6 separate regions of the Mus musculus genome follow, and all the other regions are linked to region 1. A link is a contact called in public HiChIP or PLAC-seq and promoter capture Hi-C data. All regions are on one chromosome and are shown on one strand. Each heading gives the region's core, a stretch centred on a gene start, on an enhancer-like site or on the middle of the called end of the contact. The rest is flanking DNA. Distances are from core to core; before and after follow the strand shown.

The links. Promoter capture Hi-C pulls out the DNA fragments that hold promoters and counts their contacts. HiChIP or PLAC-seq counts read pairs in DNA pulled down with a chosen protein or histone mark.
Region 2: an H3K4me3 HiChIP or PLAC-seq map of forebrain shows a contact between it and region 1, with 4 times the contacts expected there. The contact joins the enhancer-like site here to the promoter of Smyd2 in region 1. A contact is called at or near these places in 5 of 39 promoter capture datasets (the 3T3-L1 cell line, cranial neural crest, hippocampal neurons and 1 more), 2 of 115 datasets of contacts at active chromatin or transcription factors (astrocytes and forebrain) and 1 of 9 other capture datasets (embryonic stem cells).
Region 3: a promoter capture Hi-C map of liver shows a contact between it and region 1, with 4 times the contacts expected there. The contact joins the enhancer-like site here to the promoter of Smyd2 in region 1. A contact is called at or near these places in 8 of 39 promoter capture datasets (the 3T3-L1 cell line, cranial neural crest, hippocampal neurons and 4 more) and 4 of 115 datasets of contacts at active chromatin or transcription factors (craniofacial prominence, embryonic forebrain, large pre-B cells and 1 more).
Region 4: a contact with region 1 is called in an H3K4me3 HiChIP or PLAC-seq map of the SCID.adh cell line, with 9 times the contacts expected there. The contact joins the enhancer-like site here to the promoter of Smyd2 in region 1. A contact is called at or near these places in 10 of 39 promoter capture datasets (the 3T3-L1 cell line, 3T3-L1-derived adipocytes, cranial neural crest and 6 more), 1 of 484 Hi-C or Micro-C datasets (the AML12 cell line), 1 of 115 datasets of contacts at active chromatin or transcription factors (the SCID.adh cell line) and 1 of 9 other capture datasets (embryonic stem cells).
Region 5: a contact with region 1 is called in an H3K4me3 HiChIP or PLAC-seq map of forebrain, with 6 times the contacts expected there. The contact joins the enhancer-like site here to the promoter of Smyd2 in region 1. A contact is called at or near these places in 5 of 39 promoter capture datasets (the C10 cell line, cranial neural crest, embryonic stem cells and 2 more) and 7 of 115 datasets of contacts at active chromatin or transcription factors (the SCID.adh cell line, embryonic forebrain, embryonic stem cells and 4 more).
Region 6: a contact with region 1 is called in a promoter capture Hi-C map of hippocampal neurons, with 7 times the contacts expected there. The contact joins the enhancer-like site here to the promoter of Smyd2 in region 1. A contact is called at or near these places in 9 of 39 promoter capture datasets (the 3T3-L1 cell line, cranial neural crest, frontonasal cranial neural crest and 5 more), 3 of 484 Hi-C or Micro-C datasets (the AML12 cell line, cortical neurons and liver) and 10 of 115 datasets of contacts at active chromatin or transcription factors (cardiomyocytes, embryonic basal ganglia, embryonic forebrain and 7 more).

The regions. Positions count from the first base shown.
Region 1 is chr1:189,919,411-189,923,976 of GRCm38.p6, forward strand. It overlaps Smyd2 (SET and MYND domain containing 2), which reads right to left and starts at 2,881. Exons shown (of 12, transcript NM_026796.2): 1 at 2,697-2,881. The coding sequence starts at 2,869.
Region 2 is chr1:190,688,456-190,692,879 of GRCm38.p6, forward strand. No RefSeq gene overlaps it. Among named protein-coding and RNA genes, the nearest start is that of Gm38452, 40 kb to the right of the region's middle. Within about 2 kb of position 2,161, at least 12 of the 459 cell types and tissues checked have an H3K27ac peak or open chromatin away from gene starts, as enhancers often do. A contact at or near this core is called in forebrain and hippocampal neurons, where this site is marked.
Region 3 is chr1:190,879,577-190,884,343 of GRCm38.p6, forward strand. All of the region lies in intron 5 of Rps6kc1 (ribosomal protein S6 kinase polypeptide 1), which reads right to left. Among named protein-coding and RNA genes, the nearest start is that of Rps6kc1, 30 kb to the right of the region's middle. Within about 2 kb of position 1,280, at least 12 of the 459 cell types and tissues checked have an H3K27ac peak or open chromatin away from gene starts, as enhancers often do. A contact at or near this core is called in liver, where this site is marked.
Region 4 is chr1:190,807,530-190,812,204 of GRCm38.p6, forward strand. Rps6kc1 (ribosomal protein S6 kinase polypeptide 1) reads right to left here. Exons shown (of 15, transcript NM_178775.4): 9 at 2,545-2,592; 10 at 1,354-1,486. Among named protein-coding and RNA genes, the nearest start is that of Gm51740, 10 kb to the right of the region's middle. Within about 2 kb of position 3,117, at least 10 of the 459 cell types and tissues checked have an H3K27ac peak or open chromatin away from gene starts, as enhancers often do. A contact at or near this core is called in the SCID.adh cell line, where this site is marked.
Region 5 is chr1:190,844,170-190,848,966 of GRCm38.p6, forward strand. It overlaps Rps6kc1 (ribosomal protein S6 kinase polypeptide 1), which reads right to left. Exons shown (of 15, transcript NM_178775.4): 7 at 318-433. Among named protein-coding and RNA genes, the nearest start is that of Gm51740, 26 kb to the left of the region's middle. Within about 2 kb of position 2,817, at least 18 of the 459 cell types and tissues checked have an H3K27ac peak or open chromatin away from gene starts, as enhancers often do. A contact at or near this core is called in forebrain and liver, where this site is marked.
Region 6 is chr1:190,789,103-190,793,539 of GRCm38.p6, forward strand. All of the region lies in intron 12 of Rps6kc1 (ribosomal protein S6 kinase polypeptide 1), which reads right to left. Among named protein-coding and RNA genes, the nearest start is that of Gm51740, 29 kb to the right of the region's middle. Within about 2 kb of position 1,774, at least 7 of the 459 cell types and tissues checked have an H3K27ac peak or open chromatin away from gene starts, as enhancers often do. A contact at or near this core is called in hippocampal neurons and trophoblast stem cells, where this site is marked.

The DNA of each region.
Region 1 (4,566 bases), core at 1,631-4,130:
GTAACTGCATCCATCAATGCCTATTTCATGTCAGGCAATGGGAGAAGCAAGATGGACCGGTTAGGGAATTCACCTGAGGACAAGGGGGCAAAAGTCTAACTGCTCATGACAGGACTTCTCATCCTCTTTGTTCTTAATGCCTCAGTCCGTGTGAGCCTGGCAGAGCACAGGGCTCCCTGCTGCAAAAGCCACGAGGGCCTTCGGGCTCTCTCCCACACTCAGCATCCTCGTTATACAGCAGTCCAGGAGCAAGAGAATAAAGATCAAGAGGGAGACCTCGGTCCTAGAGGAAGAATAAATATTCTAGTATATTCTAGTCAACCCCTGGTCACAGCTGAGCCTTTCTTTCTGAAGCCAATAAAATTGAGTCAGAATGTCCAGTTTTCAGTTTGAAATATATATATATTTAAAGAATGTGTAAGAACTGTGTGTAGATGTTAACCAGGGACCAAAACACGTACACAGACATATGGGCAGGTGGGTGGGCAGGCGTGCATATGTATGTATATATGAGGGATAGCTCTCACCTAGAAGTTACTTATATTTTTAGGAGTTGCCTTCTAGCAGCTGAGGCAAAATCTGCATCTTCCCAAATGTCACCTACCAAGCTGAGAAAATGTGATACTAATTTAAAACTGCCAGAAGGGGGAATAAAAAAATTCCTGGCACTAAGAATCCTATTTTGTAGAGAGCTTAAAAAATAACATTCTACCATTATTTCTCGGTTAATATAACATGCTCACTCCTGGAGAAATAGTTTTTCTTCCCAAGTGAGTTAAATTATAACATAGTAGATGTGGCATGAGACCCCGGGAGGCTCATCTATCTTAAGTGATAATACTATACTTCTAGCACAAAAAAGGACAGCGCAGCTTTTTTCTGGGGGCATGACACATGAACCGACACGCACCCCACCTGTAACATGCTCCTGAAACTCCACAGAGCTGTGCATCCCCCCCTTTAATACACAAGAACAGGTCAGGCCTCAGTCACACACAAGTAGGAGATGGAGTAACACAGTCTTAGAACGATCTAGCAAAACTAACCAGATTTTACGGCAACCACGGGATGCGGTACGAAGATTTCTCTAGGTGCACGGATCTTGTGAGTTTTATTTCTTGGGCAATATTTTAGTTGAGTTCCAAGTTCTGACTGTTACATAAGCCAAACAGAAGAGATTGGTTGACAATGGAATGGCAGCCTGGGGGGCCCAGGAGAGGGAACTGAGGCAAAATTAGTGACATTAACAAATGTCAAGGGGAGTGGGGGGTTAGCTGTCACAAATGACAGGATTCCTGAGGCTGGGTGATTTGTAAGGGTACTTCTGGAAGCTTGTGTGTCTTTGTACAATCAGGACACTCCCAACAGGAGAGAAGCACGCCTCAGCTGTCAACGCAGATATTTAATTTCAGGAGGAGAGAACTGGCCACGAGTCCCTACTACGCACTCCGCAAGGCCCACGCCTCTCACCGCACACCAAGCGCCAGGACCCCTGACGGAGGCCCCCTCTGTGCTGGGTGACCCGCTTTGCTCCTTTACTGCAGACACCCACACTGCTGCAGACTCCCAGCCACAGCGAGGCTCAGAAGATCAAGGGACCAGTTGCAGCAGCCTTTTTAACTTTGGGAAAACCCAATGCTCACTTCACTCAAACGTCGCAAAGTGGTGCCATGACCCTTTAGCTCTTGGCTCGCCAATTCAAAGAGGCACATCACATACAGCCCTTCCGCTGCCCACGGCACGCTTCTGCGTCTAGTTCCTTTCCAGGTCCCCCCCAGCGGAAGACAGTTCTGGCAGGGAGTCCGGCCGAGATTACTCTAATATGCAACCTTTGTCCATTCTTTTGTTGTCTTATTGTAGAACGAGGCGCACGAGTCTGGGAGGCTGAGAGCTTCGTGGAGTGCAGGACTGGGGGCAGCCCGCAAGAGGTACCTGCAGAACCCCAGGTTAGCTTAATCTAGCCCACCATCTCCACTTCAAAGGTGATGACACTGACCTTCAAAGCAAGTCAGGCAGGGTTCCTTCCTCAGGCATCCACAGATGGCCTGGGACAGGCTCAACTCCAAAGCCAGACCCCCTACCTCAGCAAACTTAGGAAGCAAGGAAGTGGGTGGGCGGGACGTGTCAGTCCTGACAGGCCAGGCTCCAGCCCCTAATTAGTGCCTTGTGTATACACAGCTACCCTTCCTCTCTGGGCTTTAGTGTCCCAACAGTAAAATGATCTCTTCTCGGCCTTTAAGATAAAGTGTGTCTGTAAAATGAAGACACAGGGTGGGATGGGGGAATCCCAACGCACCTTCCTGATCCGCAACTACCTTAAGGCTTAGCATGTGGCCGTGGATACAGCATCTACACACTCAGGACATGTATGAAGTAGTACAATCAAATATTCTCCCAACAAACTGTGTCCCCTCATCCCAATCCACGGAGCCCAGTCTCATAGGCGTGTCTGTTCCATAGCTTCCCTCCTCCAGAATGACCGGAAGCGTCCCTGGCTGATCGGGTCATCACTCCCTAGGGGGTGGGGGAGCCGCCCATCTCAGGACAGCTCGGGAGGCCTCGGGACCACAGAGAACCTAAGCTAGAACGGACACGCGTGGGGCGGCGCAGGTCCGGCTGCGGGGCAGGCCGTGGCTCAGCGGACGCGGCGCACGTGGCTCCGCGTGGCCCCTCCCGCCCGCACGGTCCCCGCGTACCTGGCGAAGCAGCACTCGCAGTGGTGGCCCCGCTCGCCCACGGTGAGCACGCAGGCGTAGGCCGGGCAGGAGAAGAGGAGGTCGCCCACGTGGAAGGGCCGCAGCGCGCGGAGCCCCCGGCCCTTGCCCGCACTGCAGAAGCGCTCCAGGCCGCCGCGGGCCTCGGCGCGCATGCTGGCGGCGCTGCGGCTGCGCGCTGCGGGGCACGCGCGTCACGGGAGGGAGGGAGGGAGCGAAGGCAGGTCTGCCGCGGCCGCCGGCCTTCAAGGAACTCGGCGCTCTGCTCGGGGCGGGTGCTGTGCCCTGGCCGCGCCCCGGAGCGCGGGGCGGGAGGGCGGTGCGCAGGGCGCGCGCACGGGAGTCCGCCTGCACCCGCCAGGCTGCGCTGCCCGGTGAGGAAGGCTGGAGTCCCAAGCCACCCAGGCCACCACCCGCTGTGCCCGCAGACAGCGTCCCCACTAAGATCCCGGGTGGTGGAGCAGGGAATGAATGAGTGTGGTTTGCAGTTGAGCTGTGCGTGCTAAAAAACACAGTTCTCACCTCCCAGGGAACTTAGAGAGAGTTCATTCTGGAGCCAATAGGAGGGGTCATGGCCAGGTTTGGGTTACCCCAAAGTCTACGTTCCAACGTTGTAACAATTTGATTAAAAAAAATTCCATAATAACAGAAAAAGAAAGTCATAAATCAAGACGTCAAAAATATGTCGGTGGGACCCCCCAGGTAGGCTGGCTGCAGAAGGGAGGGAACCTCAGCTACAGGCCTCAGATGCAATCTGACTGCACTCTCAATGTATGGCTTGATTATGTTCCAGGCGGTTTTACCTGTTATTCACGAGCTGGTAGGTTAGACACAGGATAGGCAACGGGTAGCTATTAAGGGAACTGGAGAGGGCCCAAGGAAAACTGCCAATAAGCTCCAGACATTGCAGCCTCTCCGCAAAGGTTGAAGTTCAAGTCGGTTAATTAGCTTTGCAGAAAGAGGGTCAGTGCCAGCTGCAGGTTTGTTTTTTTTTTCTCTCCAGCTTTCGTTCACAGGGCAAATCATAGAATGGGGGATTTGGAACCCGTGAATAAAATTTCTTTAGTGATAATATGAATAAGCCTTCCTCCAAGGAAAGGGCACCGTGGGTATGGGTTCTTTGGCCCATTTTTATTTTTTATTATTACCCTTTTTTTTTGTAAGTATGAGTGCATGTGTGCGAGCATACCCCTGTATGTGTGCTGGAAACATGTGTAGAGGTCAGAGGGCAACTTGCAGGAGTGGGTTCTCACCTTTTACCACATGGGGCCTGTGTCTGATTTGTCTGTCAGGTTTGGTGGTAGGTGCCTTTATACTCTGAACTATCTTGTAGGTCCATGTATCCATTTTAGTAACCATGGACATCACTGGACTATAAACTTGGACAAAGTGTAGGCCTGGATCCTTCAATTCCACGTAATAATAACCCTTCATTACTGGGTACCATTGAGCTAATGTGCTTATTTAACACATCTTGCTTACCTTAAAATAGGTGTAAGATTTGGGAAACCCTCTTCCATACCCTACTCACCTGTGACAAGCAACATTCTCAGGTAGGTTTGTGCCTAGAGCCCACTCTGCCGTCTGCTGGAAGCATTTTCTCAAATCTTGAGACTTTCTAAAGATGCCCACCTATGTAGATCTGCAGCGTGTTTTTTTGGATTCATTTTGGCTTGCTTTTTAGCATTCTGATTTGCGGAAGGATATCTTAGCAGTACAAAGAAGAAAAGACATAGAAATAAACAAACAACATGTTTGTAAACTCAGTACATGGTTTACTCTTCCAAGAACTCACTGCAGAGTTTGAGAAATGTGTTCCATTACACACACACACACACACACACACACACAC
Region 2 (4,424 bases), core at 911-3,410, 770 kb after region 1:
GCATTCACAATAGCATCTGGGTTTGGCAACTCTATATGGGATGGATCCCCAGGTGTGACATTCTCTGGATGGCCTTTCCATCAGTCTCTGCTCCATACTCTGTCTCTATATTTCCTCCTGTGAGTATTTTGTTCACCCTTCTAAAAAGCACTGAAGCATCCACACTTTGGACTTCCTTCTTCTCTTAGGCTTCATATGGTCTGTGAATTGAATCTTGGGTATTCCGAACTTTTGGGCTAATATCCACTTATCAGTGCATACATGCTGTGTATGTGCTCATTTGTGACTGAGTCACCTTACTCAGGATGGTATTTTCAAGTTCCATCCATTTGCCTGCGAATTTCATGAAGCCATTGTTTTTAATAGCTGAGTAGTACTCCATTGTGTAAATGTACCACATTTTCTGTATCCATTCCTCTGTTGAAGGACATCAGGGTTGTTTCCAGCTTTTGGCTATTATAAATATGAATACTATGAACATAGTGGAGTATATGATCTCTGTGTTCTCTGCTGTTATTACAGAGCAAGAGGTTGAATGACTCATAAAAATAGAGGTTTGCTGAACCTCACCATTTGGGGGGTCTCTGTCTGGTCACATGACCCTGGTATCTTCTTGGCTTCTCCAAGGGACCTCTTGCTGCTTCACCACACCAGGAGCGGGCACAGGCATGTGTGTACGTGAGACAGCCTGTCTTTCAGTCAGCAGTTCTCAACCTGTCATAGGGTTTGCCCCACGGCCATCAAAAATCACAGCTATTTACATTACAGTTCTTAACAGTAGCAAAATTACTGTTGTGAAGTAGCAGTGCAAACAGTTTTACGGTTGGGGTCACCCAGCATGCGGAACTGTATTAAAGGGTCGCGGCATTAGGAGGGTTGAAAACCACTGCTTTAGAAGGACTTATTCTCTGGAAGCAACCAAACAAGCGCTGAGAAAATGAGCTCAGTCCACTGAGAAATGCGTTAACCCCTCTTACCACATCAACACCTCCCACAGGCTGCCCTTCCCAACACTGCTGCCATGATGAGTTTGGGAGCCAGATTCAAACTGTACTGGGTATCAGTGGGGTGCTGGAGAGGCGGGGCTTATCCATGAACCAATGAGGCCTGACTATAGAGGCGGGGCTTATACATGAACCAGTGGGGCCTGGCTATAGAGGCGGGGCTTACTCCACAGAAGGGGGCCCTGCTCTGCATCAACAGTCACAAATGCCAAGCTACATGAGGGACCCAAAATGTCCAGTGCGGTCATTTAACTGTTTTTGCCCAGTGTTACAAATGCAAAGCCCCAACTTTGTCGGGATACCTTCCCCAGCACTCAAGCATCTCACACCTGTATTCCAGAAATACACCCCGCTCCACCACCACCACCACCACTACCACCCCCGGGCTTGGCACTGGCAGGTTCTTGGGGATATTGCAGGGGCGGGATTCCCTAACAGAGGGAAATGGCTGTGCCCAGTCATATAGACAGCAGAGAAGAGCCTGTGCGGACAGAACTCAATAGAAACCCATCAAGCTACAACCCTAGATGTGACCTTCACAGCCTCCTGACAGCCAGCAGCAGGACTTCCCACCTCTGATCCTGCTCTGCAGAGGCGGGAGGGAAAGACAGTTTTTATCAGACCACCTAGGCCAAGCCTGCCAACTTCTCCAAAAACCCTTTCAAAGGAAGAAAGGGAAGGGAAGAAAGGACTGAGAAAAGAGAGAGTGAAGGGGAGTGGAACCTGTGTCCCAAAAAAAACCCCGCTACTTTCTGAGCCGCGTGAATTATTTAGCAGACAGCTGAAAGGACTAAACTCAACAGAAGAATACAAACCCCAGCTTGCACCGCACACACCTTCCCCAAAGCCCGTGACAATGAAATGTGTTTTATGCCCCAGATCAACATGCCAGGGAAGGAGCTTTGGAGATAGATGCCCACTGGGATCATTAGCCCTTTATCTCTCAACCCTTGCCACCAGCATCAGATCCCTGAGCCTGGGCAGCCCAGGGGGAGACGGGCTGAGAAGTGTCTATATTGTAAAGTGTTGGTTAAACAACCCCACCGCATTCTTATTTGCTGGAGGTTTTAGGGAGCAGATGTAGGACTGGCAGGGCTGAGAGCTGGCGATGTTGCTCCAGCTCACTCAGAGCCAACACGCACAAACACACAGAAAAGAAAGCTGCATTTGGTGCGTGTGCCTGGGCGCGCGCCGCCTCGCCCCTGCACCGTCCTCCCGTCCAAGGTTCCTCGGAGTCCGAGCTGACCAACCCAAAACCAGCTTGGGCGCGGGCCAAGAGAAGTATGAGTTCCCCCAGAATCTGCGTGTGGGTGTCTCTCTGCGAGAGGGCTTGCTGCGAGTCTCCATGCCTGCAGGCACAGGGGCTGGGCAGGCGACTCACCCACTGCAGACTGGTGCAGTGGTTGCTAGAGAAAGGGCGGATGAATGCAGAAGCGACTATAAAGGCCAGCGGCAGCGAGGCAATGCTGCAGCTGTCAGGCAATAACTTAGATAGTTACGGCTGCCATCACCTAGCTTGTGCGAGCTTTTTAATATCTTTTGGCAGCTCTCGTGTCACAGCACAAAGGGAGAGTTGGCACTTCCTAGCACACTTTGTTTGACATAACTGTAGGCAGGACCCAGCTGATACCTTCAGTGCTGGGGATGGGTTTGCTCTTAAGGTGCATTTGATCAGATCAAATGCCAAGATCCCCCTACCTCTCTCCCTCCTCTCACGGCTGCCCTGCTTCTGTGCGGGGCACATGACACCCCTAAATCACACATTGGGCACCAGATCAGATGGATGGGAGGACTCGGCAGGCGTTCGGCATAAGGCTGGCTCCATAAGCATCCAGCAAAGGAGAAGAGAATCAGTTGGGGAACACAGCGAGATGCAGAAAGGATGGAAAGTGGTCATGGAACGTCCTCTAGCCTTGGAGAGAGACAGTCCTGCTTCGCCCCTACATCCAGAGAATTTGACGTCAATCACTGCACCACCATCTTGCTTCCTGCTCTGCACTCTAATCCATTGCCTGGCCACACATCTCCTCCCCAGTCACTTGGGAGCCTAGTCTGTTCCAGACAGCTCCCTCCCTGCACATCACGATTCTCCTGAGGACCAACAACTAAGAAGACCATTCGCAGCAGCTGTTCCCACCACAGTGACATCTCCACCCGGCGGGCTTCCCGGTTAGTGAGAACCATCATTCATCATTCTAAGATCCATGGAGCTGATGGGCGTGAGGAGAGGACACAGAGGATGAGTGTGGGAAGGAAGTGGAGAGGGGAGGGGCTCAGCCCGGGTAGGAGTCCAGTTATAGCCTCAGTGCCCAGGCATTCTGGTTCTGTCCAATGGATATGTCTCTGTGTTCCTCTCTAGGCAGTGGCTCTGGAGGTGGGGGATCACCAGGAAGACACAAAAGGAAAGTGTGTGAGGTCCATCAAAGCTGAGAATGAGCCCTGCTATCGGCTTTCCAATCGCTGTGGCAAACCCTGGTTAGGGAAAGCGGTTATTCTTGTTCACACAGTAGACGGATCCAGGTCATGACAGGTTGGCCTGTTTGCTTTGGGCTTGGCAGGACCAGGAGCATATCATGGCCGGTGCACATGGACTTCATACCATTATGAGCCAAGAACCAAAGGAGAAAAAGAAGAGACCCAAAGTCCCCTTTTGAGCGTACCTCCCGCTGGTCTAACACACACACACACACACACACACACACACACACACAAACCCATCTATTAAAGACTCTAACCAAAGCACTTTCCTGGATCCCAAGCCTCCTGCTCATAGATCTGGGGACACCTAAGACTCAAACTATAGCAGCTCCCGGCTGTGTGCAAAATGCTGCAAACCAAACTGCTACAAGGGAAGATGCCCTCATCTCGGCTCGGTGTCTAGATGAAGGCAACAGCAGATCTGAGTCTTCCTACGCTCCGGAAGGGAGCACCTGGCCCAGCCTCTCCCTTGGCTTCCAGTTTGTGCGAGCTTTGGTGTTCCTTGACTTGTAGATACACCTCTCCAACCTCTGCTTTCATCTTTATGCAATGTTACAAAGACATATGTAGGCTTATGTATGTGTGTATGTGCATATGTGTGCATACTTATGTAGAAGTGTGTCTGTGTATATGTACGTGTACAAGCAGATTCAGATGTTTATATGTGTGCACATCTTTATATACACATATGTGTATATGTGTGAATATTGTGTATTTATGAATGTGTTATATATGTATATGTATGCACACATACATAGAAGTGTGTCTGTGTACATATATGTGTGCAGGTGTAACATATGTGTGTGTGTGTATGTGTGTATATATGTAGGCCTATGGGGAGGAGAGGGTTTTTGGGTTGTTTGGCTTTATTTTGGTATTTGCTCACTGTTTGAGGGGATACTAGTCCATCATAGCAGAGAAGGCATGGCATTAGGAGGCTCC
Region 3 (4,767 bases), core at 30-2,529, 960 kb after region 1:
AAGAGATCGGTCTCCTTTGACAACAGGTGGCCTCTCGTGGGGGACTATATATAAAACACATGGCCTCGTTACTATCAGCTCATCACCTTCACTCAACTCTATAGGTCAAACATTGCCACACTCAACCAAAGGGACTTTCTACTTGTCCCAGTAGCAACCACTCCTGCTTCATGCACAAAAAAAGCACCTAGCCCAGAACCAAGATGACCCAGAAGTGGATGGCATGCAGATCCATGACTCCGAGAAACAAGCCCTTCATAGGGGAGGGGCTCCTGCAGCCCCATACCTAGCTGGGGAGCGCACAGCACCAACTGGATGGCGCAAGAGCAGCCATTTTTCTTTAGTAGTGTAGCCATGGAGAGAAGCCTGTGCTTCAGCCATCAGCCCCACACTACACTCAGCAACAGCCATAACAACACTCGACACTCCGTGGTCACTGGATTTAAATAGGGAAAGCAGGGAGGAAATCTACTTGGAGAAGGGGGAACAGCGAGAAGAGGGAAGGAAGAGCGGGATGGAGAACATCACATGCATGTATGAAATTGTCAAAGGACACTTTCTTTCATGACAGGGCTTCTTGTACAGTCCTGGCCGTCTTGGGACTCACCGTGTAGATCAGGCTCACCTCTAACTCACAGACATTCACCTGCCTCTGCCTCCCAAGTGCTAGGACTAAAGGCATGTGCCACCACACATGTCAAAGAATACATTTTTCTAAAGGAAGAAAAGAAATGGGTCCTTCTCAATATGTCTGTGAGACAATCCCTAAATCTAGAGCTGTGTGCTAGTCCCAAGTCTGGTACTCTACGGCACACTAGTGAGCTAGCAGCAGCTCCAGGCCAGGAAGAAGCAGCCTTTGACGGTTCCTAGGTTAGCAATGTGCCTGTGCCTCACCCTTGAGAAACCTCAGAGTCCCACAGACCCTACTGAGTATCTATTAGGAACAGAACAGACTTCAAATGACAGCACCAGTCCCAGTACAGGCCAGCACCAGTCCCAGTACAGGCCAGCAAAAACACAGTGAAGTGCTTGCCCGGTTCCCCTTGCACTCAGAGTCGGTTGTTTCACTGCCCATTTGTTTTGTGGGCTCCAGGTTCCAACTGTCACCCTACACACGTGTGTGTAGATGTACACACAGGTCCCTCTGAAGGGCATGGAATTTCCCTAGAGCCGGAGTTATGAGAGGTTGTGAAGCCGTCCAATGTGGACTCTGGGAACTGACCTCGGCAGCTGCTGAGCCACCTTTCCAGACCCGCCCTGACCTCCCTACACTAGAATGTGCTCACCATCCACAGCAAGTCAGAGGTCAGGGACTTAGCAAACACCTAGCAGCACACACTTGACCACAGTCAAACCCCAATGTTTAACTGAAAAGGAAAGTACTCTGGAACATCCAATGTCCTTCTAATCCGAAACCCAAGTGACCAAAACAAATCATGACCTTTCAATTTGGCCCACCCTGCCACTAAGTTCTAAATATCCAGTGTTACCCATAACAGCCTTGGGGTTTCAAGAGTCACTGCAAACTCTCTGTGCCTTCTCTTCCCCAAGCAGCACACACACACACACACTGACACAGCGTACATGTGTCACACACACTGACACAAGGGCACACACACACTGACACAGCGTACGTGTGTCACACACACTGATACAAGCACACATGTGTCTATCTTTTTTTGTGTATTTGTTAGGCTTTCCTTGGTTTTGGTTTTAAGAGAGAAACTCTGAGGAAGTCTTAAACTCACTATGTGAATTTGGCCTTCAATTTCTGATTCTTCTGTCTCAATTTCCAAGTACTGGGACTACAGGTATAGAGCACCATCCCTGGCTGAATTGTGCTTAAATTAAATTTACATAAAATTAAATTCCCTATTTAAGATTTACCACTGAAGAAAATGTAACTAGTCAGAAACTGTGAACAACATGAGTAAATAAGTACTTAAAAACAAAATATAACTCCTTCAAGCTGAGAGACAGGGACCTAATCCAGTAAGCCACAGGACTGAGGGCAAGCCCAGGCCTAAGATCTTAGTTTCCACAGCGCCACCTTGTGGACATTTGTAAAATAAAATCCTACCGCAAGTGTAACCTGCTTTAGTTAGACTTTCTATTTTGTCACAATTTACAGCACTCCACACCACAAAGACTTTAGTCTTAACACAGACATGTCTCTAATTACACAGCCAGCATAAGGACATCCACATTTACTTTAGCTCTGCCTTGAAGCACAAATTTTAAATTCACTAAATAAAAACAACACAAAGAAAAAAACACACACACACACACAAGGGCTTTTTTCTTTTTGTTAATCCTCCATGTATTTGTGTGTGTGTGTGTGTGTGTGTGTGTGTGTGTGTAGACACAGATGGCACAGCACACCTGTAGTCAGAGGACAACCTTGAATGTCAGTCCTGGCTTCCACCTTCTTTGTACTACCCCTGGCTAGCTGACCTATAAGCTTCCTGGGACTCTCCTGCCTCCACCTCTCATCTCAATCTCACTGCAGGAGCAGTGGGACTGTACCTGAGCACTGGGGATCTGAGCTCAGATTCTCCCATGTAGATGTCAAGCACTTTACCAACAGAGACCTTAGTCTAGCCTTATACAAGAGGTTGTTTTAATCAAACTGAAATAACTATACATCTTTCCACTTAATCCTCCAATGTTTTAAATAAACAACACCATCAAAATGAACGGCTTAGCAGCAAGGCACCTGTATCTCAGAAGCAGGCCAGCAGAGAGAGAGATGCTCCCAGAGGCTGTAACCCATGTCCATCACCATCAAATGAAGCACACAAGCTTCAAATGGAAAGAAGATGCTCATGAACAGTTAGGTGTCCTTTCATCTTTCAGAGACTGACATCTAATTGCTCTCAACAAAGTAGATAGCAAGGAACCAGTCTATCTTACGTAGGACTGGAAGATGGCTCAGCATTAAGAGCATGTGTTCCTAAAGGTTCGGGTCCTAGCTCACAACTGTTCAGAACTCCAGCTCCAGAGGCTCTGACACCCTCTTCTGACCTCCCATGGCATCATGCACACATGTGGGTGCACAACACATATGCAGTTAGAACACTCATATACATAAAATAAAAGAAAATCTTTTTTAAAATAATTTTAAAGGAAAAAGTTACTTTTTGTCTGAAAACTTAATTTTATTTCACACTACAGTAGATGCCAGTTTAACCATCGAGTTACTGCTTACACAATCTGGAAGAGGGTTCTTTCTTCTACTGTACTACAGTAATCTTAAAACAAAAACAGAAATTCTGTTTTCATGCTTCCATCAGTACGTTCCTTTTGAAGTAAACTAGAATTTGTCAGTTGTATATTCAAGGTGCAAACAACAACAGAAATAATGATCTCTCGGCATCCAGCTCTGTCTGGAAGTGAATGTCTCCAAAAGCTGTGAGCTCAGTCCCCGAGTCACCAAGATGAGGTCATCCATAAATGCACTCCTGTGGGAGCCGATGACTTAGTCCGGCCCTCTTCGGTCTGGATTTCTACCTTGGCAAGTGTTGTGTTTTGAATGTAAATGTCTCCCCACAGGCTCATTGTCTGGTCAGCAGTGCTAGGTTTTTTGTTTTGGTTTGGTTTTCAGGATTTTATTTATTTTATATGAGTACACATTGTCACTGTCTTCAGACACACCAGAAGAGGGCATTAGATCCCTGCATAGATGGTTATGGGCCACCAAGTGGTTGCTGAAAACTGAACTCAGAACCTCTGGAAGAGCAGTCGGTTCTCTTACCCGCTGAGCCATCTCTCCAGCCCAGCAGTGCTAGTTTTGAAGGTTACTGAGCCTTTAGGAACTAGGATGTAGCTGGAAAAAGCAGACGAATGGTGAGTTTCAAAGGCGGTGTCTTTCAGCAGGACTGCCTAGCCAGGCTTAGAGGGTTCTGAGAGGTGGGACATCAGTCACCTGCTCAGCCCTTCACTACCTTGCAATATTTTAAAATACCATTCCGAAAAAAGTCATTTCTAAAAATAACACTCCTTTGCTCCCCCGGACCATCATGAAGTTCACAGGCCTCTTAAGAGCCCCCACCAATGCCAGTGCTCATGTAAAATGGACTCTGGCCAGCCTTCCCACCTCACGTGGAGCCCCACAGGCAACGAGAGATTTACACTAGACTCTTATTCCCCATCTCAACCTGAGATTCCCAAATCAAAGCCAAATGGAGGGAAGAGAAGGGCCGTGTGTCCCCCAACCCCCATCACCGCCCTTAGAAATCCTCCAAGTTCTCCTTGTTTATTGCTGGATGTCACAGAACTAGCACATTGCTCAGGAATTCCTATCTCGGGAACCGGGAGTTGGAAGCAATGCCAGAAAAGTCACCCACAAAACCCAACGTTAGAGTGAGAGAGAAGCCAGTGGCCCCTGAAAGCAGAAGCTACACATGTCAAACCCATGCAAGAAGCTTTGATTAAAACAGCCCTGGATAAGACATCCTCCTCCCAAGAGCAAGACAGATTATAAAGCAAACAACTCTCAGCAGCGTTTCTATGACCTCCGCAGAATGAGGATGAAGTCAGAGATGCTGAAGGATCATTCCATAAAGGCCCTGGCAGCACGGCATGCATATACTACACACAACAGCTTTAAGTGAGTGGGAGGTTAAAGGAAAAGAAAAACTCTCAAACTTGTACTCTCAAGGAGGAAATGCTGAAGGAAAAAGGGAGAAAATGTGTGTGTGTGTGTGTGTGTGTGTGTGTGTGTGTGTGAGTATGTATGTGTGTGTGTGAGTATGTATGTGTGTGTGT
Region 4 (4,675 bases), core at 1,867-4,366, 890 kb after region 1:
AGATGGCAGAGGAAAGACAAGTGTGACGTGGAGGGCCGAGAAGAGGAAGAAGGCAAGCTACACAGAGCGGAGGTAAGCGAGGGTGGAAGCTTTGCCACAGATAATCTCCAACATGAATAATCCACACCGGGTAATAGAATATTGACCATAATTACATTCATCCTACTGACCTTGTTCTAAATTATTATGGATTATTACTACGCAAGTTATTTTGTTCCACACCAGAGGTGGCTGTATTTCGCTATCAGATGACATGACCTCTAATTCAATAATGTCTGTAATGCACTGGTATCCTCAGATAAAAGCTGTCTATAATGTCTGAACAAAGGTGAATTAGTTATCCAATTCACACACGCAATTAACTCTCTTACTACCTGTGAGCCGTGGAGCCCCTCTGAATCCCCTATTAAACACTGCATGTGGGGTCTTCCCTCCATCTCGTTATCTTGTGCAGGCTCCACCATAACAACATTAGTACCTTACTGCCCCCCACCAAAAACCTTGCATTAGTTATCATAGGAGACATCATTCCAGAAGGCAGTGTCTCTTTTTCCTGAGAAAAAGGTATTAAATTCAAATGTTATGTCTATTATAAAAATAGAGTATTTTCATAGAGTATTTCATTTTCAATATACAGTAAGGAAGGACGCTTTCTACAGTAAGAGTAGAAAATAATTTATATTTTCTTCATTATTTTAAGAATACCTGTTTTAACACCAAAAGGCAATATGTGTTATGTGAATTTATTTTCACATAAACACCTAAATAAAGTCACCTAAATAAAAGGATATGTATTTAAATTCAGGTGCTATCAGGCAACACGGACTCATCGAATGAGTGCCTTCTGCCACCTGTGCTCCAATGCGGCTGAAGGCGGAGCCCAGGCCTCGGCTTTGTACCCATGCTGATGCCAGTGAAATGCTGTGTTCATGAGACGCAGATCAGAAACGAGGCAATGTCAAATGTTAAGCAAACACCCTTGCGTTCCCTCTGAAGGAAGCAATTAATTAATTCTGCAGGGGATGCTTTTTTTAGTCATCTAACGTAAGTGTAGCTTTTTAGTGCAGACAAGGGAACAGAATTAAATCTCTAAATAAAGTCTCGCTCTCTCGGCGCACACTGAAGCTCTCATTCTGTCAGTAAATCTCCTAGCAAACTGCACGAATGAGGATTGTCCCACAGGTCAGTGAGTGATGCTGGCCCATCACCTGGGTTGTCCTGTTCCCTCCAAACTCAGAGCAAGGAGGCTGAGCAGGAGTCAGGAGACAGAGTCCATGCTCATGAAATGGCAGGCAAAGCAACATCACTAGCACTAGCACTCGGCACAGGCGATGCTCCTCACGGCCAACCCACCTTCGGCGCGCTGCAGCACGAGAAACACCGATTCCTCCGAGATGATGTACGTGTGCAGACACACCATGTTAGGCACACAGCGGGGGATGATGGTCTTTCTGTTCCTGCTGCACTCGCTGCTTTTCCTTAGACCCTGACAGAGAACAAAAAGGTCAGTTGTACCCGTGGTTGCCTTTGGAGCCTGCTGTGCTCAGTGTTTATCAACCAAACTAATCTATCCGAGTTACTCGGGGCTCGAGAAACCACTCATCTGCTGCTCTGTGCCCCTCGGTCCCCAGAGGCTCCGCTGATGGCATCTGGCGTGAATCCAGACAGCAGAAGATGCCACAAAGCTGCCATTAAAATCAATTACGTGGGTCAGTGTTTTTATTAGCGATGCTCTCAAACTAAGTCATCAGGATGACACACGGTTATTTCTCTGTGACCTCTAAGTTTGATTTTCCTTGTGTATGTCTTTAAGGCAGCAGCCAGTTCGAGTCACATTCTCCAGACACCAGGGGTATCCTGCATGAAGCAGCAACTTTTAAATTCTTTTCCAAAACACTAATGACAAATCACCAAAAGCACAAGATTTGGGCATTCTGGTGTTCCACGCAGGTTTTAAAACGCTAGGTAAATACCACTGGGTGTGGGGGCATGGACTGTTCATAAAGAGTGGCTATCTTCACACACGTCAGTGTGACCTCCTGTCGTGCCTGACCAGCAAGAGAAAATGGATGCTCAAGACAAGCCACCTTTTTGGACGCTATGGGATGTTTAATCTGGATATATTTAGAATACATACTATTGCAAACCATCCCAAAAACAATATCAAAACTACAACTGTCCACTTAATTATGTACTGTATCTGCACTAAAGACCAGGCCCAGACACAGCTACTTGCTAAGAGTGTCTGCAGAAGTCAGGTTTTAGGAGTTGTAATCAGCTCAACTGAAGCCCATGGACCCCCATGAACCGGAACAGCGTATCTGGAGCAAATCCTGAGGTCTGTGCATTCAGATTACACATTCTCTAAACTAAGAACTTTCTAAATGGAAGCTACACCATATTTATCAACTGCAAACAACAGAAACACTGACCACTAAAAAACATAAAACACTCAAGTGCCATGTAAAAATATTTTTCTTTCAAAACTATGTTTATTTTTGAAAGTCAATTTTTAAATTCACTAAACTTACAAATTCTACTTACTTTTAAAATGAATGTCTGCTCTGTCCTTGTATCCATTACAAGTAAAACCTAAGTAAAAGATACAATTAATAAATTTAGCAATATATAATGAAACATTAGTCTTGAATTTGAGAGACAAAGAATCAGGTCCTGGTTGTGATTCTTTCCAAAATTATAATTTCTGAAAAGACTTTTTTAAAAAAACCTTACTTGTCCCAAAAATTTTATTACAATTTCCTTTTCTAAAACTGCTATAGCATAGAAACATCACTGTGCTTCCTAGATTTATTTTTAAAATATGTTTCTTAAAAGTGCAGCATGGTACACACGAAGCTGTTGCAACTGGAAGTTGGTGGCAGACGGCAGGTGCAAACAAGGCCAGCCTTGAAAGTGGGAAAACCCCAAAACAAGGTGGCAGTGGATGGAGTGCACAGTCAAAGAATTTTCTCACATGGTGAAGAGGAAGTAATTGCATTAAAATTGATAAAGTGGCAACCTTCTGTGATCTTTAAGCAGCCCACTCTAACAGGTTCTCGATAACTGAGACTCTAGCGCCATCTCAGGCATCCTGTGGGTACTCCTCTACTCTGGACCAGAGCAAATCCTACTGACTCCATAGCTAAGATCTGTCCTGCCCCGATGCCCCACCCCAACCAGAGACTAGCTCTGCCCAGCTGACAGCCAAGGCGTTGTGACAGACCCCCAGCTTCCCCCGCACACTGCACAGCTCTGTGGTCAAAGAGACCAGGCAAGGCTTCATTTCTAAGTGTGTTCAGATGTATCACTGTTCCATGTCTCTGTAAGAACAAGACAATCAGTACATGAACTTCATTTCGCACACTGCCCCCTTGAATGGCCACCCCTGACAGCCTAAGAGAAAGGAACGAGGATAAATCTTACCACATCTACAGCTTATTTTTGCTAAATACTATGGCAGAGATAGGCCACAAAGACCAGTTAGCAAGCCTATGAGTGTCTGCCACTACCTTTCTTTTGGCATTACAGAGGCTTGCTGTCACCCTCTCTGACAGCCTCACACTGTCTCACCTGCACTATTTAAACCAGCTTGTGTGCTAATACAATGCTATTCACACAGACACCTCACAAATGTCCTGCAGAGACCCCAAACCCAAGCTCCAAGTCTCTCAGTTCTCCAACTACAAAGCCAGCAGCCAAGTCAACCAAGGAGCTGCACCTCCTGGGCCTTCCTAGCCACCTCCTGCTTCTTCTCCCTCCTCATTTTACACATTTACCATGTCCGATGTGGGTAATCAGCATTGGCTACCGCCTTGTTCCACATATGGCTGACATGAGGCCCTGGGTGTGATGCTATGATGAAAGATGACCAGGGCGGCCACCATGTAGGGCCGCCGCTCTGAGATGCTCTTACAGAGTTCGTCCAGGGTCATGACTGCCGTCACTATTATTGCAGCTTCTCTACGGAATATTCCCCCAGCCACTTACTCAAACAACTGTTCATCTCTCCATATTTAGCTCAAATGTCAATCCCTCTGTCTCTCTTATTAATACTGATGGCTCTTCCTTTGTCCTCGCATTTATATTGTACTGACTTCTATTATAGCATCTCAAATTCTTCAGTTTAGTTTCATTTGCTCATTTGTCATCTCCCAAACAGATGTCAAAATCCTTATGGGAATGTCACAGACAGTGTCATGGTCCCCAGACATACTCACACCCCACTCAAGAGTCTGTGAGCAGACTCTGCTGTGGTAGAAAGGACAGAAATGATGGAAATGGGGACCACCTGGGTTGCCCAGGTGGGTAATGTTGAATCACATGAATTTCAGAGTGGCATGGTAAAGGGTCTTCCCAGTATGAGAAGGAGCTGACTAGGATGTAGACCCACCCACATAGGCAAGAACCAAAGGGGTATAGCTGAAACTTAGAGAGAGCTTGAGAGGAGCAGGCAACATTTAGAAGCAAAGAACAGCCCTGAGCTAACCTAACCACCAGCAAGGGGACAGCTCATTCCTCCAACTGTGCAAGCAGGGCAGCTTGTTAGCAGTGTGAGTGTGCATAGAGACAGGTCCTCCACACACCACAGCAAGGCCTCTGACTAGGGTCTTCAGACAGCTAACTCCGCTGTGATCAGCTCTGCTGACAGTAGGGTAGAAATGGTGTTTGTGTTTTA
Region 5 (4,797 bases), core at 1,567-4,066, 920 kb after region 1:
GAGGACAAAGAGATCACAGAGCACTGCACTCAGCCTCTGCTTTCCGCTCCATAGAGATGTGAGCAGGCTCGAGCTGCGTCTGCCTCTGTGCCCTCCCTGCCATGACCGCCATGAGCCAGGGCAGACAGAAGGTGTGGGGAAGGCTGTGGAGGGGTCTTTCTTACTCTACTCTGTACCTTCCTTTCTGACAATAACTTATGAAAATTACAGAAAAATTCCAAAGACCAAAATTCTCAAATGTTCTAATTATAAATAAAGCTGAAAATAGGAACAAAAACAAACCAAAAGGCAAAGAGCACAGAGGCGGCTCCCCATACCTGTGGTCCCGTGTGGAGCTGAGGCGCGGCCCGGAGGCTACAGATGCTCTCTGCACGCATGAGGTACTCCGCAGTCCTTCTCTTCACAGCCTCCCGACGCGTGGGGCTCGACTCTCCTGAGAGGACAAAGCAAAGGCTGGCCTTGTGAGAGGGAAGCAGGAACTGCAACCCCATCCAGCAAGTTATTTCTCTTAATCCAATTCACATCTGTAACTGTGAGGAAGAGGGTGAGACTGGGAAATGGCTTCAACCTTACCCCTCCAGAGTTTAGTTTGCCCAAAACTGACAGGCTGATCTCTGAATGTGCACTGAAACCCGGCATGTTAAGGAGTGTCAAGTACACAAAAAACTGTATGTAGAAAGTTCTGAGGGTGGGAGCCAAGCCCTGGTTCAGGCAGGATTCAATTTCCAACTGAAGACTAGGGTCAGACACAATGCTCAGGAAGCCTTCAGCGCTCTGGGACTGACAGGTGCAGACAGCACGAGCATCCAGTCCAACCCAAGAATAAAACCACTTTGTAATTCTGAATGAAAATCACACTGAGTGAGTTGTGTACACTTCATTGGCAACCAGGTGTCATTCATCTTACACAGGAAAGCAGGGACATACCTGAAATCCTGACAGTATAAAATTACGTCAGTCTGTTAATAACCTGGGTCTCTGCCTCCTAAAGACAGCATCCAAATTCCCAAGACTCGAGAGCTTATCAAGCCTCGGCTCTCACCTCTTCAGAACAGGATGCTGTGTGGGACTGAGACACACCATGTCATTCCGATGGATAAAAGACTCACTCGCTCTCTCTCTGTCTCTCTCTCTCTGTCTCTCTCTCTCTGTCTCTTTCTCTCTCTCTCTCTGTGTGTGTGTGTGTGTGTGTGTGTGTGTGTGTGTGTGTGTGTGTTTAGAGCTGACTATTTGGGACTGGATAACCACAACTTATGGAAATTCCCTGGGGAAGATTCTCCCTCTCTCAGCAGTCGTTCATCTAGTGGTAGGGACTTCCCTCATCTACACTGTCACCTGGTGCTGTCACTGTGCAGTTCTTGTGACCTTAGCTGACCATACTCCTTCAGATTTCATAGACACAGCTTCCCTGACATATAGACGATGCTACCTCATAGCAGACTTCCTGCTCTTCTGGCTCAGTCTTTCTCCATCCTGTTTCACAATGTTCCTACACACACACACACACACACACACACACACACACACACACACGTGCATGCTGGAGAACCCTGCTAGAAAGGTTGCAGTACCCCATGACCAGATGGCTCTGAGATTAGTACAAAATGGAGGACTCCGTTTCTCACCTGGGAAGAGTGTCCCTGAACACAGGTTCCTGGCCTTATCAGAAGAATGACCTTGTACAAAGAAACTTAACTCAGCACCTGCTCTGGCTTCCAGGTCGCATAATAATTAGATACTGTACTGTGTCCAATTAGCCCTTTCCACTGTACCCCTAAAAGCCTTTATACACCCTAATCCTGAAACAATAATGTTGAGCTGTCTCATCAAAGCTGATCCCAGAACTTAATCAGCTGGCACTCACAGCCAACTGAACCCTGACATTACCCCACCCCTACCCCTATGGATCCTTGTGGACTAATGTCCAATGGCCTGTGAGGAAGGGGACACACATACACTCACACACACACACACACACACACACTCACACTCACACACACCAAGATCAAACAAGGAAATCACAAGTACATGCCACACACTTGTGAGATGATGTCACTCGCAAACAACGCTGTTCTGGTCTCCGGTTCTGCACACCCAGGCTGTGGCTAGGCTCACTGTTTTGGACTATGACACACACCACCCACTCGTTCTTCACATTCTAGGTAATATTCAGCAAGCTCTAACTTAAACCTCGCTTTAGCATTTGTTAAGCTTCAAACTCAGCTCTATTCAAAGTAGTAAGCCTGTCGCCTGTCTTACACGCTCACTTGAGATCTGTGCCGTTATGGAATATTTGGCTACAGCCACACACAGTCCCAATAATTTTGTCATCAAATCACTGCTTTTTAAACTTTTGGCTTTTCTGCCACTTTCTAGGCAGTCTCCATAGTAACAGAGAAATGAGGACTACAAGCCAGCACTGAAATGAACTCCTGCTGCTGATGGTGGGCCACTTCCATGGAAACTACGAGCATGAGAGAAATCCCGGGAAGGTTTCAGAATGTACCTTCTATATACAGACAACATGATTCCTCACTCGACCCCTTCAAAGGCAGTGGTGACTGACACACAGCAGCCATGGATGAAGACCAGCCCTTGAGAGAACCCTGGACTAGAACACAAAGATAAAGCTGCAGCTCTCCAGAATAGCCCCAACTCATCGTGGTGTTCACAGAGCGGTTCAGACAGGTTTTAGTGAGTAAAAATGATCACAGGCATTGTCACTAGGCTTTGGCATTCCAAGGAGAAAGACTCCCACTATTCAAGACTGCCGGTTAGTCCTGTCACACTGACTGGGTTGACTTTCTGGATGTCTGTGGAGGTGTTTCCAGAGATGACTGACTTGTGGAGCAGGGAGCTGAGGTGGGAAAGAGGCACTCTGCATAGGGCACTGAGGACTGAAAGCAGAAGGGGGCTTGCACAGCTCCACCCTTCCCAAGCAGGGGGAGTTTCCAAACTCTAGATCCTCCAGCCTGGATGCACTCGGCAACTCACCAAGGACCTTCCAGGAAATGTCGCTGGCCTTTCTTGTCCCAAGCTGCCTGGTTTATCAGCCTGCTGTTTTCCTGGGCTCCCTAGCCTAGAGACAGCATTGTGTCTACTCGGACTCTGACAGCATAAACCACTGAGCACAGCTGACAGTCACATGTGCACATCTTGGCTTTAGGAAGCTTCTGGGGGACCATGACAAATACAGTCACTGTCCTGTCAAAAAGTGGAGTTAAATATAAAAGGAAAAATTAAAAACTGCATTTCTCTGGACACCAACTCTGATGTTTTACAGAATACATGTTCTCTGTATGCTAGACTATGGGAATACTCAACTATGCAAGAATCAGGACCACTGGGCACCCGTTCATCAAATTGCACTCTACTTATTTTATTTAAAAAAATGTATTTCTTCTCTCTTATAGCTGAAAATAAGAGCTCAGGATGGGAAATGTCTTCTCAGTTACAGAGTTAATTTTAAGCTCTACGCCTAAGCCAGCTTTGTTCTAATTTGGAGGTGAGGGTATACTCCAAATGCCTAAGTGTTAACACTGGGCCTCAGCTGCTGGGTGCAGCCTCTGGGACGGCTCCTCCTGAGGCTCTGCAGACCCACAGTGGATTCACCTCGTGCCTGGCAGAAAGGCTTGGAAACGAGGTCTAACTGGAGGGGAAAGGTCACTGGGCTGGTCTTCTTGGGTGCTCGTCTTGTCCTGGGTTCCTCTCTGCTCTTCCTGATCCTTGGCTGGTTGTGAGGTGCGAGGCTCTGCCAATGCCCCCAAATCACGCCTTCCAGCCTCAGGCACAAAGCAATGGACAGCGACACTGGACTACAGCTTCTGAGACTCTAAGCCAAACTGTCCCTCTGTGGCATCTGGCACAGAAGGGAAAAGGCAGATGAACTTAAAAATTGATTGTCCTGTTTGAGTAGAACAAGAAAAAAAAAAGTGTGGAGAATCACAGCAAGCAGGCAACAGAGGAAAACAAACCTGAGCAGGCGTGCACAGCATCCCATGGCAAGGTGCAGTCAGACACCCAGGCTGACAGACAGATGAACAGACATTAGAGCTCACAGCTACATCCTCACCATGAAAGGAGCCCAGAAGGAATATGAAGAACCTAATTCAAAAGCCACACTATTAGATACATACCAAAAATAAATCTATATTTTGATGTAATTCTAAAAAAAGAAAATTGTCCTAACAGTGTCAGCATGAGAAAATGGTTCCTGCAGGGGAGAAACCCCTCTCACCTGTGGTGCCACCCCAGAACTTACTTGGCAATCAGAGTCTTTTCTCACTTATCTACCAAGGAGCAAAGGGCACCTTCTAAGTCACACAGGAAACAGAACCCAGTCCCACCCGCACCAGCGGCTCTTCCACTCCAACCTCCTGCATCCACCCTCACTGGTTCACAAGAAAGCACTGAATGTAGAACTGGCAAGCTCAGATGTCTGGGAGACGGCTGTCCAGATGTGCACCTCTCCAGCAATCTCCTGAGCCTTTCAGGGTGTCCTAGCCAGATTCTCAGCACATGCACAGAACCTGATACCCACACCAGCCTCTCCTGAGCACATCCTACCCATGAGCTAGCGTGCTCGCTATCTCTCTCTCCCTCTCCCTCTCCCTCTCCCCCTCCCCCTCCCCCTCTCTCTCTCCCTCTCTCTGCCCACACAATGGCCTCAGGCTTCTCTGGGCTTCCTCACTCCAGCAAGGACTTCAGGCCAATCTGTGTGCACTGTGGTGAGTTCTGTTTGATGCTTTTTCTTTGCTTTTTCTTTTGTTTTTGTTTACAACTGGGTCACAGGAAAGA
Region 6 (4,437 bases), core at 524-3,023, 870 kb after region 1:
GAGAAGTGGTCTCTAACCATGTGGCAAGTGGCAAAGACACCAAGCCAAGCACGCTCACGGGCTCAGGGAACCGGACGGACACTGGGGGCAGAGTTAGAGCCACCTTCACACTTGCAGGGCCAGGGGTGCTGCTCCAGACCACGCAGTATTATATTAACTAAGCATGTATCAAAGGCTCAAGTGAAGAATAAAAACCAAAGACAGAGCTAAACTCTTCTGGAAGCCACACTGGAAAATCGAGAAAACCAGAAAATGCAGATTAAACTCATCGAGGCTTTGAGTGAAAGCCACCTTCCGACACAGCCTCGTGAGGATGAATCAGCCGTGCATCTTTCTTAGGTGCTGTAGTCTCCAACATCCCAAATGCAGGCTTTGTCTTTCCTTTAAAGGTGTTAAATGCCTTCTTGGGATGACTCATAACCTCTCCTAGCAGCACCTTGTGTTCACTGGCTTTCTCTAAGACTGCAGATCAATAAATTCGAAATTCTTTAAAGAGAATTTTACATGGAGAAAAATTCTACTTTAATTTAGGATAAGTATTTAAGTATCCCTCCTAGATAGAGGCATGGTGCTCACGCCTGTGACTCAGTCCTTGGGAGTTAGCTGGAAGCAGGAGGATTTTTGAGCTTGAAAGGAGTCTAGGCTACATAGTGAGTTCCAGGCCATCTTGGGCTACATACAGTGTAAGACGGTCTCAAAAAGCAAACACACAAACAGCACCACAACATCCAAGTGCAGGCAGAAGGGGCGCATATCTACATACCTATAGATCTCTGGATAGGCTACATTATTCTTCATAGCTAAACTTGTGAAATACATACGTCTTGGACACTTAACTTTTCTTTTGGAGGGTAAAAATAAAACTCAGTGAAAAAGCAGAAATTATAGTAAATAAAGTTTTAAAATAACACTCCATTAAATCACCATCCACACACTCAAGCAATGCCAAACAGTAACCTAACAAGTTTGTATCAGGCATGGACCAATCTTAAAGCCACAGACTCATACACGACACTAAAATGATAGCAGAAGCCCTCTGTGTAAAAGAGGGAGAAACACGGATGACTTCTGCTACAGGATCCTCTGTTTTGCAAATTGTCAAAAACAAAAACTGAGTGCCTGACTTTGTTATGTGCATGTATGTGTACATACCAGTGCTGGCTACACCAAGTGTGTGTGACCTTGCCCGTGTGCCTGTCAATGCTGACTACTTTGTCTAAGTGGCTTGACCTGTGCATATGCATGTTAGTAGTAGCTACACTGTCTGACCTTGTGTGCACTGTGCACGTGTGTGTGTGTGTGCATGTGTGTGTGTGTGTGTGTGTGTATGTGTCAGTGCTGGTTACACTAAGTGTCTGACCTTGTGTGCACTGTGCATGTGTGTGTGTGTGTGTGTGTGTGTATGTGTGTGTGTGTGTGTGTGTGTGTGTGTGTGTGTGTGTATGTGTCAGTGCTGGTTACACTAAGTGTCTGACCTTGTGTGCACTGTGCACGTGTGTGTGTGCACATGTGTGTGTGTGTGTGTGCATGTGTGTATGTGTTTGGAGGGAGCTTGGCATGTCTAAATTTTTGTAAAATTTTAAAGTATTTACTAAAATTTAAAATAGTCAAGATTTTATAAAGTTTTTACAAGAAGCCAGGCATCAGTAATGCATGCACATAGTAAAGAAAGGTGCTTTAATAAAGCCATCTGTCATTACTGATACTCGTGAGCCAGGGGAAAGAGCATCTTTCTCCCGCTACACGTGTCCCTTAGCTAGCACTGGGAAGCATTAGTCCCGTGCTCCCACACACATGCAAGCTCTCCCTGCAGCATCTGCTGCTAATTGAAAGGGACTAGAATTACAAAATCCTAGTCAATTTCTCTCCAGCTCTTGCTGTGTGTAAAGATTTTCTATGCAGGGGCTAAGCATTAGTCGTCCACTACAGCTGATGGCTAAAGACCAGAGAGAAGGAAACACACGGGAAAGCATTTTGTGTCCAGCATTATATGGACTCAACTGTGGCAAGAGAGACAGCTAAGCTTGTCTTTTGTTAGCTAGGTGCAATTCCATTCTGTAAATATAACTAGCCACCTATGAAGGCCTATTAACATCCTAGTTAGCCCAGTTGTCTATGTCCTCTGTTGGGGCAGTCTCCTTTGATATAACTTCAAAAGTAACTGTCAATATTATACCAATTATGTCTTTATTTCTGGCTCCCGAGCATAGTTTCTGGGACACAGGAGGCACCTGATAAATGTGTGTTGAATACATAATCCAATTGCATCTCGGAACACTTCACTCAAAGCATTCAAAGCACCCACAAAGAGCCGAGAATATTTGTTTTAAGAGCCATGATCTATCTCAAGTCCTCTGCACTTTTACGCCTTGTAGACTATGAAGTTTAAATGACATCTGATGTTCCCACGGTGGCAAGTGGAACACAGATTAGAGAGGATGGCAGTGGGAGTCACTCAGATGCTAACTGTGGCACTGTTAGCAAGTTGATAGTGGCTTCGGCTGGGCAGTGGAGTGGCACCTCTCACAGTAGCTGCCTCTGGGTGACAGCTTGCTCTGCTGCATGTGGCACGGGCCTGTGAAACGTGAAAAGGTCTAGTGCAAATGCCAGGCAGAAAGAAAGAAAGCTGGGCCAAGAGAGGCTCCAGCCTTGCTTCCTGCCTTGCTCTCCTAATTCAGTGTGTGTTAGCTAAACTGCCCCTGACTGCTGTGGGGTGGAGAACAGGATAGGAGCAGGAGCCGAATGGGCCGGCTCAGCTTAGGCCCCTCCCACTTAGGTCTGGATTTCTCCTAAGGGTGATGTGGTTCTACACTTTCTTGAATTATCTGCATAACTAGGTCCAAAACGCTTGGTTTCACTTCATCAGCACTCTGGGGCCAACAATTATTTGTTCAAGGTTTATAGGCATCACCCCACGCTGTTTTCTTGGGAGATGAAATCAGAGCGGTGTGTGCCATGTCATGTAGCATCTGGATGACTGATTCCTAGGCTACACAGCCTTGCTTCCTCCCGCAGCCCACACGTCTCGCAGAGAAAACCAACAGCATGCTCCATTCTGCACTGATCATCTCACAACAACTCTGCTCTGAACGGCCACCGGGTGTCATGGTACTCCCGACCAAAGCCATTGCCATTGATGGATGAGGCAAAGGCTAACTGGAAACTGAGGACAACAGGCACAGCTCTTCCCGCTGCTCTGCTGGGCTAGGCAGGTCAAGGCTGCACTCTCTGCTGTTAACAGGGCTTCTGCATCCTCACCTGCCTTACCACCATTAACTTTTCAAAAACCTTAGCACGCCCAGACATTATCTGAAAGGAATATTTATGAAGAATTGCATAGGAGCAAGCCCTGCATATGGTATGCCTTTAACTTCTTAAAACTTTAGCATTTCCAGACATTTATCTGAGGGAAATGTTTGTGAAGAATTGCTTAGAAAGAATAAGCCCTCCATGTGGCATGGAGGGAGACCGAAACAGACAAGATTTCATAGGAAATGGGGATATGGTGTAAATGAAAGCAGCTCCTCAAAATCCTAAGAACGCAATGCTTAAGATTAAGCATTCCAGGCCAGCAGGGTAGCTCAGGGGGTATAGCACTTGCTGCACATATATGAGACCTTAGTTTAAAACTCCAAACTCGCTAAAAGTCAGGCACAGTGGAGCAGTAGGGTACAGGACAGGCAGAAACCCATGGGTTCCCTAGCCAGGCAATCTAGCCTAAAGGCAAGTTCCACATTCACTCGAAGACTGTTGCAAAAATAATGTGGAAAGCAACAGTGGAACACACCAGACTATGGCCTCCACACACCTGAGTAAAGCATGGGCATGCACACATGCACACACACACTCACTCATGCACACACACACACACACACACACACACACACTCCACGATTCAGCCTTCTGTCTTCTCTGCTAATCAGAGGCAAACAGAAGCCCCTCAACTTATGATGCTGGTACGGTACTGCAGTCAGCTGCCTAACTGTCCCAGACCAACTCCAGCATCAAGACAGAAAGCATCACTCTGCAGCCATGGCTTCCAGGGCCTCACACCTGAAGACAGAGCATGCATAAGATCAGAAAGGAAGGGGTTTGGTGAAATTAACCTCCCTTTAATGGTCCAACGTCTAGGTATTAAAGTCCGCAAGGGTCTGAATGCCAAAGGGCTTGTCCCCAGCTTGGCACTACAGGAAGCCAAGGAATGTTTAAGAGCTGGGGCCTTGGGGCTGGAGAGATGGCTCAGCAGTTAAGGGCACTGACTGCTCTTTCAAAGGTCCTGAGTTCGATTCCCAGAAACCACATGGTGGCTCACAACCATCTGTAATGAGATCCGATGCCCTCTTCTGCTGTGTCTGAAGACAGCTACAGTGTACTCATATAAATAAATCTTTAAAAAAAAAAAAAGAGCTGGGGCCTGGTGAAAGGTCTTTAGGTCAT